Linked DNA regions of Gasterosteus aculeatus: region 2 is linked to region 1. The links are chromatin contacts, called in public Hi-C maps. All regions are on one chromosome and are shown on one strand. Each heading gives the region's core, a stretch centred on a gene start, on an enhancer-like site or on the middle of the called end of the contact. The rest is flanking DNA. Distances are from core to core; before and after follow the strand shown.

Region 1 (4,821 bases), core at 2,192-4,691:
TGCAGAAACAGATACGTGATCTGAAAAATAAACAAAAGCTACGCAAGTCTTTGGATGTGAGGGGCGCGGAGGCCCCTGAAAATAATGCTTAAAACCAGAAACAATAACATCCAAACAAGGGCGGATGACATCTTTCTTAGATCAGAGGCTTGATGCCAGCCTTGGGACGTTTGAACCGTTTTCTTTTTCCAAGTCTGGACGCAGGCCAGAGGCATTCATCAAACCACATGACAGTCGCTTCTCTGGTACTCCCGGGGAGGCCCGCTTGCTCTTTATTGGGGATGACAATCAGAACATGACTAAAGCACTCGGGTTGAACTGATAATGTGCAGTGATTGGAAGAAGAACATTCACTCAGTGTGTATAGAGGATGTGGAGATAGAGAGAGGCTTGCCAAAGGGAGACGGCTACAGAGCTGCGATGCTCCCGAGGCCAACCTAAAGAAATGAGGTTGCACAGTCTGTCCAACTTTTAGCACAGGAAGCAGGTGCAGTGCAAGGAGCAGCTGGACCTTATTACACCCCCCCCCCCCCTCCACCCCCCGGTGGACCGGACTCTCTCCCACTGGCTCCCTTCCCCTGGTTGGACTGACGGTTTAATCCCGTGCGGAGACCGCTCCACCCCTCCAGATCCTTGCGAGTGATGCAAACGTTTTGCTGTCTCTGAGGACACTGGCGCTTTGTAGCACCGACACTGAAGAGTTGCTGATCAGACACACACAGACATGGACACCGTTTGTCCCATTAGCACAAAGCAGACGCAGAAGCGGTGGAGCAGCAAAACCAATGCTGAGCATGTCCCTGCTAGCTCTCCTTCATGACGCCCTGGCCTCGGTCAATGGCTTGGGGGGTCCAACACAAATCAAATGTTATGAGGTTGGATTGGACTTTCGGGGGGTGTGGGCTTTATCTTTAACTCCATTTCTCAGAAATGTAACAGGGTAGAAAAGTTGGGAGCAGACTCTGGGAACGCTCGCCGTTGCTGTTGTTGAAATAAACAGAAATAGCAAAACAAAGGGAACAGCGTGACGTCTGCCGTGCTGTGAGAGTTTGGCAGGTGTGCAGAGCGTGAAAGATCGGAATAAATAGTAAGCACTCAACTATGCATTTTTTGTGTTAAAGCCATTCAATGATCCTGCCAGTTTCTCTGATCAAACAGATCTTTGGGAGTAATGGGTTAGCAATCTAAAAATACCTCTCTGATTTCATGTCAATGTCAGATGCCGGTTTAGGCCGTGGCTGCTCAAAGACCTGAAATTCCCTCCAACTAAATACTTCCTTGTAGGAAAGAGACGAGAACGTTTCAGCTGTCTGCAATTACTCCAGACTAGAGGCAATTAATTGATTAAAAGAACTCAAACAATACAGGAACAATTTAAACGTTATTAGTAAAGAACCGTGGTCTGTTTGGCCTGAGACATGCCTCGCATACACACACACACACACACACACACACACACACACACACACACACACACACACACACACACACACACACACACACACACACACACACACACACACACACACACACACACACACACACACACACACACACAGTAATGTGATCCGAAGTGCCTGAACCTGAGGGGAAACGCAGATGAATTCAAACTATTCTGAATGAGCAGGCAGGATTAAAGTTTGGGATCCATTTCTGAATACTCATCACACCACGTATGATGTCTAAAACATTAACGTGATCCGAGACGTCGGTTAGCGGTTACACTACCCGCCCCTTATACCACACACTCAGACAAAGAGGACTGTGACTTCCTGAAGATCAAGCCCTTCTTTGAGACTCTTACTGAAAATCACCACAGAATATAAGCCGCAGTGAGGGGGTGGGGAGAGGGAGTGGGTAATGGCGGCAAGGGAAAAAAACAACTTTAATTGTTAACACAACGATATCCTAAACCAGGAAATTCGACATCAACATCAAATATCTGTATATACAGAATTTACAAAAGAGTTTTCTGACTTGCGACGAAGGCCCCCTAGACAAACTGCTTCTGCGTTTGCTGTTGTACATTTAAAAACATATTTTTTCAGTGCATCTAAAATTAGTTAAAGTATTTCTTGACCCTAAATCAAATGTGATGCAATTTGGCAAATACAACATACAGGCCTGCATCGTAACACTTGACCTGGGAATGGAACCATTGTGAGTGAGAATGCATAAGCCGATTTACCTTGAAGGTAACAGAGGCTTTTGTGCAGTAGAAGCCAATAGAAACAATGGGGTCTCTGGGTGTGAGTTGCTGTGGGTTGGTTGGGATGCCTCCTGCCTCTCCCTGCTCATACAGGCCTTCCTCATATCCCTCCTCTTCGCCTACGATGGCTGGGATGAAGGACCAAGCCCAGGACACCCAACCCTGGTCTCCCTCTTCAAGACCCCCAGACTGCATGTAAAGGTCTTGGCTGGAGTACTGACTCGCACCCTGGTTCTCCAGATCCACATCCATCCCTGATGGGGAAAGAAGGCATAATTAGTTGAAATGTAAACTTTAAAGTTCGTCAGGGTTAGTTTCTGCACGTCTACTTTTGATTCTTCAGGTGAATATTCAGTCACTTTCAAACATACAAAGAGCTGGTCCAAACAAAGTGGACTTTATAATAAATCCATAGTTATCCAATACCTCAGTCTATTAAAAGAGGCAGGTTGTGAAAACAAACTGGCCAAACAGAGAGAAAGCTGTTTATAATGGAAGTGTTTGTGCCCAATGCAGCATGCTAAATTAATTTGTCCATGCCCTCGGGGTAGTTTAATACAAGCAAGATGTTTCAGCTGTCAACTGAGCACACAAAAACAGCAGAGACCAAGGCGGTTTCACTGTAGTGGTGCCAATGCTCCAGCGTGCAGGTGTGTGCCGCATGAAGGACAGAGAGGAAGCCCCCTTCTAGTGGAGGCCAGAGGGCGCCGTCTGTCAGCCAGCATCCTGACAGAGGGCCCGCTGGATCACTGTGGTCAGGGCTGAGCTGGACCCAGCAGCACAGGCTGCATCCACCAAGAATGCATTCAGCAGGAGCTGGGGAGGGGGGCGCACATGTTTTTTTTAGCAGGTGACAGACTGAAATGAGGCTACGAGCAAGGAGAGTAGCTACGAGCCATCGGCACACTCTGGGCTTGCAGAGTACAGGAGAATCCTATGAAGGATTGACTGACGTGTGTCGACGCCTCAGAGTAAGGAGCACAGGGGTCGACTGGAGCATCGGCTACTGTCAAAGAGGCTAAAGAGGCCAATGGCCTTTAATAAAAGGGTTGAGGAAGCCAAGCGGCCGGTCCTTGTGTCAGCAACAGAGAACTTTGGCTGGACCACCCTGTTGGCACTGTGGCGAAACCCATTCACTTCGGCAAGCTATTTTGTGGGGGGGGGTGTCACAGGTCCCCGAGCCAACAGGCACCGCCCTCCGAACGCGTCCCATCATGCCGGTTTCCACGCACTTCGGAAGAGAGAGGAAGCTGATGTCAATACGCAAGAATGTGTAATCCCGTTCCTCGCGGCCTCAAATCCTCAGTGAGAAAACAATAATTGTCCGTGAGGTCACACCTTAGGAATCCCAGAGGCTAAGGCGGTGAACATTATGACATATTTTAATTAAATCTTTCACTTTGTCCCAATCCCATGTTATGGATTTTTTATCTCCCTTCCTTCTCCCCCCAAAATCTCCCTGCTGGATTTTATCTCTGATTTCTCTTTTTTCCTTCTTTTTGTTTCCCGTCCATGGAAGCCTTTGAGGTGTCAGTTCAACAAGTTAAGCTCTTTCGCTTCACGTCACAGCCTGACGAGGCCTACGTTCAAATAGCGAGGCAATCAAAATAAAGGCACAATTACTAATCAAGCGATCAAAAAGGAGCGGCTTATGGAGACTTTGAAGTATTAATCCGAAAGAGGGGAGTGAAAAAATTCCCAGAGAGCGATGTGGGTTGGCCAAAATGTCTGCATTACGACATACAGGACCGTTGTGACAGCGATCACAGCCAGACTGGAATCTTTGTTGTGGACATGTCCACAAGCAGCGCTCACAAGCGGTGTGTAATGGGATGTGATCGGGGTCATGTTTGCCTAGCATGAGCCCAAGGCCTCCGGGCAACGGTGTACGCCTGAGCTAGCAAGTGGTGGCTAGGAGTGGGCGTGTAAGTGAGTGCGCAGCTGAGTGACATTGTGACCATGGGAGGGGAGGAGTGAGCGCAGGCAGTGCCCACACAGGCCAGTAGATGTCCCTCCATGTTTATAGAGGGATAGGTGGACTGCTTACCTGACCACTGAGCAAAGGCTACTCGCAGCTCATCAGATCCTTTCAGCCCTTCCTCACTGGCCTACGTGTTTTAATGTAAAGGATTGGAAGACATATGGAACATGTGTGTTGCATACGGTTTCAATTTAACACCACCAACATGACATTAACATGAGAATGTTTTAAAAAATCTGTTCAAGCAGTCGTATATAACAATACTCTGCGAGACAAAAAGCTGTCTCATCCACGCGCATCTATTGAATTCTACCTTCGACGTCTTCACACAGATTAAACGGGAGAGGTTGATTAAAAAGGGGCCCCATCACGTCACTGGGGCTGTATAAAGGGAGCCACATGAGGTTCATAAAGAGCAGATAGCCTGTGGCCTCAGGACGATACGTTTCTGAGGCACTCCCATAGAGCCAATACTAAAAACATATTGACCTTTGACAAACACACAAACAGGCTCTCAGACCCCCCCCCCCCACACACACACACACACACAGACACGCACTATATTAATTCTCCACTAACTGTACATGGCTCTGTGCTGGTCATCCAAGCATGATAGTCATCGGTGTTTCCA
Region 2 (5,460 bases), core at 1,867-4,366, 39 kb after region 1:
CATCCCATTCATGCAGCAGACAAGACAGAGCATTACGGGTGAATGACGAGCACATCACATAATTAAGGATGACTTGTTAATATGGCCAGCTTACCTGCATGTGTAAGGTTTTATGGACGGCTAGAGTTCGAGACTGACAGAATCCCTTCCCACATTCTTGACATTTGAATGGCTTTTCCTTGGAGTGGATGTATCTGCAAAACAAAAATGTCGCTTCATCAAAAAACAGCTCTTGCGTGGACTCACAACAAACCCCACCGTAATATAGTGCTTTGCTGCGCAAACTGTATTGGTAAAAGGACTTTAGCGCCCTCGTGGATAACACTTCGGGAATAGCCCACATGTTTTATAAATGTATATATACACCAACGTTTTTAATTGCAAGTAATCAAAGTGTTATTTAGACGTGTGGTTTGAATCACGTGCATCGTCAGGAATTAGCTGCTGCTGGGGATTTAGCTCTTTTTCAGTCCTACCTGTGGTCTCTGAGATGGTCTTGCCTTCTAAAGGCCTTGTGGCAGATATCACAGGTATAAGGCCGCTCGTCCGTGTGGGTCCTCTCGTGGATGAGGAGGTTGTAGGACTTGGTGAAATGCCTCCCGCAGAACTTGCAAATAAATTCCTTTTTAGTCTTGGAAGGGAGCCTGCCCCGGGTGGGCTTTCTATCCGGGGACAGCTTGCTCAGCTCGGAGAGGGTCCCCCCTAGCCCCGACGCCAACTTCACCAGATCTGAAGCTTTCGGAGGGTCCTCCTGAGTGGCAGCGAGGGCCAGGTTGGCGAAGTCAAACCTCGGCCTGTTCTTGTGCAGCGAGGGGATGCCGTGCGCTACGCCGGCTTGCTTTGGATGGAAGAGCTGCGCTGCGGCCGTGAACGGCAACGCCGGGAAGGGAATCCTTGGGTCCACCAGACCCTGGGCGGCTGCCATCTCCGTGATCGTAGACCTCAGTCCTTGGATGTGCGGGTAACCAAGAGTCCAGTGGTTCATGTGCATGGTCTGCACGGCACTGAGGCCGTAAAGGCCCTGCAGCTGGTCAGCGGGGAAAGTGTTGACGGCCTGCAGGAAAGAGTAGTTTGTGAGCTGCAGGGCCGGGTGCAGGGGGATCGGAGCGTGCAGGGCTTTGCTCCCCATCTCGGCTCAGACCTCTGCAGAAGACACGGTGATAGCCCTGGGGGAGAAAAATGTGTTGAGCGTTAATGTCCCGTTACAATGATATTACTATAAAACAAACGGTAGACTAAATACAAAAATGCATTATTCTTACCCATTTTTCTTCTTAACATACATGATCAAATTTATTTCTAATATTTATTTCACGACCTCCAATTATTTAAATTTCATAACAACTTTTTTTTCGTGTTCGACACAAGTAGAACCACAGCGAGAATATAAACACGTATCTAACGCATGAGCGTAAATAGAAACGCTTAAAAGCAGAGATGAGCAATATTATATTTATAGGCTACATCTTTTTAAAAACAAAATCTATCAAAATTGTAATTCAAAAGGGTGGGTGCGAATGTTTGATTCGGCACCGATCGCTCCGAATGAAGTTCGGGCGAAGCAATTAGAGAAGACAAGTTGTTGTTTTTGACGGTTGTAGCTGTTGTTTCACACCGCTGAAATACAAGTGACCTCTGGATTTGTAGGAATTTTTAAATGTTCCAAGAGTATGTCAAATGCGCGCTCAGGTTAGAGCGAAACGCGAAACAAATCCTGCCTAATATTACCCACAAGAATGCTACTTTAATTGTGACTTTGTGTGCATGTGCTTTTTATTTGCGTGCTCGCGGGACTGCAGCCAGTTCATCTGGCAGGCCTGATATGTAGCTCGTTTTAGGACTATTTGATTTCATACGGCATGTTTTTGAATTAAGGTGTTTCTGCTCATGGTGGACCTGTGGCGGCGGAGCTAAGCGTCTCCTCCACATGTCGGACAAATAAGGTGAAGTGTGCATTACGAAAGAACAACAGCCACGGTGGCCCGGTTCCATGTATGCGGCGGTGACAAGTTGTCTTTTCCAACACAGGGGAAAAGGAAAACCGTGTAAGTCGAGGCCCCACGCTGACCTTTAGATTTGGTCGAAATTAAATAAAACCCTGCGTATTCTGTTTGGATCATTTGTTCTACATGTTTTCCACCCGAATCTAATCGTCACGTTCCCGAGTCTGAAACCTGCGGGAGTTTGGACATGATTGTCTTGCAGATGGGAGAGTCCTGCGGGACACGGCAGCCGGAGGGCTGATCGCATGCTCGGGTCAGGTCGCTTAGAGTTGTTACACACATCTTATGAAGTTCTTTCCACCTCGCTTTCCTCTTTTCAAAGACGGGGCAGTTTTAATTGAAGTTTGCACAGGTGCAACACCAGTCACCGCGCAGCCACTTGTTGTTCTTTGCCCACGTGTGTAACTTTATCCGACCTGTTCTTCCTCTCAATAACCTTTGGACTTAATGTTATACTCTGACAGCAGCATAAATGCCATGTCGTGTTATCGGAGTGCTTGTCAAGTTTTTTTTTTGCTTTCATCAAAGTAAACATAACCAAAGTCTAGAGACTTGTTTCGGCAATGTTTGGCCCATTGGGATAGAGAGCTGTCACCCCAAGGTGTTGATCATCGCAAACCAACAATCGTCTCTAATAACTGAGTATCAGTCAGTCTTGGACATTTTACCGACTGTCGGATCTATTTGGTTCATGCAACAGTAAGTTTCCTTTGGATGAAAAGTTTCTAACAAGTGAGCTGAGTTGAGCAGAGTGGTGTCGGTTCCCTACATCGGGCTGACAAAATACCCGGACAGACGGAATCTTACCCCAACAAAACTCTGCCAAAGGTCCTCACGTTATGTCAGTAATCCACAGTAACTATAGTGGCGGAGAGCTCCAATAGAACGCCGCGAAAGGTTTTCCAAGTTCCAAGTCCATGAAACTTTCACGTAGCCATGCAGACAGCCGGGAAGTCTCGGACCTTAGCGCAGATCTGATGAGTCGGGAGAAGTTGTGGGACAAAAAGGGGGCGAAGAAGTTTGGAGGAGTTTGCTGGCGGCAGCAGCAGCGGCAGCGCGGGTGTCTCTGTCCGGAGCTGGGGCTGGAAGTGTGTGTAATGCGCACCGGTCCTGCACTTTTCAGGGCTCCGGGGCTCTGGTGTGTTTAGCCCGCCCTCCGACACGCCTCCACCCCCCTCTATCATTAACTCCGATGTTCCTCCTCTGTTTATTTGTGTTTGGATAGCAACTATGTCTGAAGACCATTGTAGAGAAGTGTGTTTTGTTCAACCTGCCTCCTCTGACACCTCTCACAGACCTTTCAGTCAAGGCTGAGACCGTCTTTTGGAGATGGTCATCCCTCTTTCACCCCCTCTTCTAACTCTGAAATGTGTCTGGATGCCGTTTACAATGTTTTTCCATTTATTAAAACTACACACTTAATTTGCGGGAATACAGTGCCACCAAAGAGCCACCACATGAAGTCGTTTTATTTCTTTGTGATGAGGTTAAAATATTCATCACACTGTACATTGACCCCAAGATCCGCAACAGCGCGAAGCAGTCATGGTCACTTGTGTTTTTTCTTCTTTTATACATTCTTTATTTTGTCACGTGAACGGCACTCATTTAAAAAGGATTCTTGCTACACAATTATTCATTTATGTTCTCCATTAAAATTACATAACGTTTTTTTTTTAAATATTTGATGTATTGTGTGCATTGAAATATTCTGCAATATGTTGCGGGACTATATATAGGATTGGCCTGAAACACAACTCTCCTTTGTCCAAACGCAGTAATAACAGTTCTGTCATTCTTTCATATTTCATATATTTCGATAATTTAAATAACAACATATTGAAGATAGTATGTCATGTTAATCATGCTGCCATTTAATCAAATGGTTGGTGGCCTTGGTCTGGCCATATGCAAAATAATAATAATGATAATAATAATGATGATCCCTCATGGATCCACTCATATGCACACGCACGCACGCACGAACACACACACCACACACACACACACACACACACACACACACACACACACACACACACACACACACACACACACACACGCAAATGCATCACCAGCACGCTACACAGGTTTTTTTGTTTTCTATGAAAACCACCAGAAAATTCACCGAAAATTTAAATAAATCTTTTTACGAGTTTAAGTCAAGTATAGAAAAGTGTACTAGATTTAGTGAAACGTCAAAATGCAGAATCAATGTTGAATAATTGAATCTTGTTTTTAAACCTTTCTCTCTATCATTTTTAAAAATAATATTAAGACGTAAGTAATATGCAGAAGTCCAGTTTGAAAAGTAATGTGTCGTTTTGCCATGTTCACAGCAGGACCGTTGCTGCAGCGCTGGCCTCCACTGCTCAGACCTGGTCTGCAGCGCCGCCTATTGGAAGTACCGCTAAACTCTACGCAGTTTGCGGCTTCACTGAAGCTCTGACTGTCAGTACATCTTCATGTTTTCAGGCAAGATCGCTAAAACACGCTTTGATGAAACCTCACCTCGCCATTCGTGCTCTTAGAAATATTCAATATTAAAGATAAAAATAAATCACCCCACCAGTCGAAAAACAATACAATTATTTAATTACAGCAACGCATGAATGGAGTTGCTGATCTCTTTATATGGGTATTTAAAGCATTATCATTAATAATGATTATTTCCGTTCGTTACATGAGAGACAACAAATATAGAGGCTTCGGATAATCCATGTTTCAGGAGCTCGTGCAGCCTGATTGTCGTTTTCTTAAGAGCTGCAGAATGTTCAGCAGCCGACACGCTTGTGGTTTTTTCGTTAGGTTTCATATCACGCGGGCCTCACGTCTTCACTGTCAAAACACTGCGACGGATTAGAAGAAACATTAACCCCACACTTTTACATGATAGTCGTGGACATTTTCCAACGTATTCTTTTCACAAAAATGTATAACGTTGTTTTATTATGTTCATTTTGTTTTTGTCCTTGGAAAGAGGCCATTAATTCACATTTAAGTATAATTAAGACTGCTCTTTAAATGCTACAATCAATACTGCACTACAATTAATTCAAATTTATCAACAATATAGAGAGTCGAAATGCATTTTCTTACAAATATGTCCCCATGAAATACCGACTTCCTGTAAAAGTGAGTTTTTTTGTATTTAGTTTAAAGTTTAAAGTTGCATAAATCAAGACGGTACTCAGATTTACTTTACTGTTTTGTTATTCTCCGTACACATTTGATTGTATTATTTGTATTAATGCATTTGTACATTCACTGTGGTGTCTTTTGTGCTTTTATTTTGTCTAATAATATTACAGTTAAATATGACATAGGAACAGAGATTAATTTAATGCCGTCCAGCGTTCCCGAACTATTACATGTGGCCTCGAATGCAGCTTTCCCCCCCTACGGCTACACCAGTGAGTGCCAGAGGAGTATTGTATTCTCTGTAGTGGGTTAGTGC

The links. Hi-C and Micro-C count contacts between places; a contact is called where the count stands out from the background.
Region 2: a contact with region 1 is called in a Hi-C map of skeletal muscle, with 7 times the contacts expected there. The contact joins the promoter of osr2 here to the enhancer-like site in region 1. A contact is called at or near these places in 3 of 6 Hi-C or Micro-C datasets (liver, skeletal muscle and whole body).

What each region holds. Positions count from the first base shown.
Region 1 is chr20:19,225,775-19,230,595 of fGasAcu3.hap1.1, forward strand. It overlaps vps13b (vacuolar protein sorting 13 homolog B), which reads right to left. Exons shown (of 68, transcript XM_078095600.1): 8 at 2,189-2,463. Among protein-coding and RNA genes, the nearest start is that of vps13b, 33 kb to the right of the region's middle. Within about 2 kb of position 3,442, at least 3 of the 9 cell types and tissues checked have open chromatin away from gene starts, as enhancers often do.
Region 2 is chr20:19,265,021-19,270,480 of fGasAcu3.hap1.1, forward strand. osr2 (odd-skipped related transciption factor 2) reads right to left here and starts at 3,117. Exons shown (of 4, transcript XM_040166382.2): 1 at 2,811-3,117; 2 at 477-1,166; 3 at 95-194. The coding sequence starts at 1,129.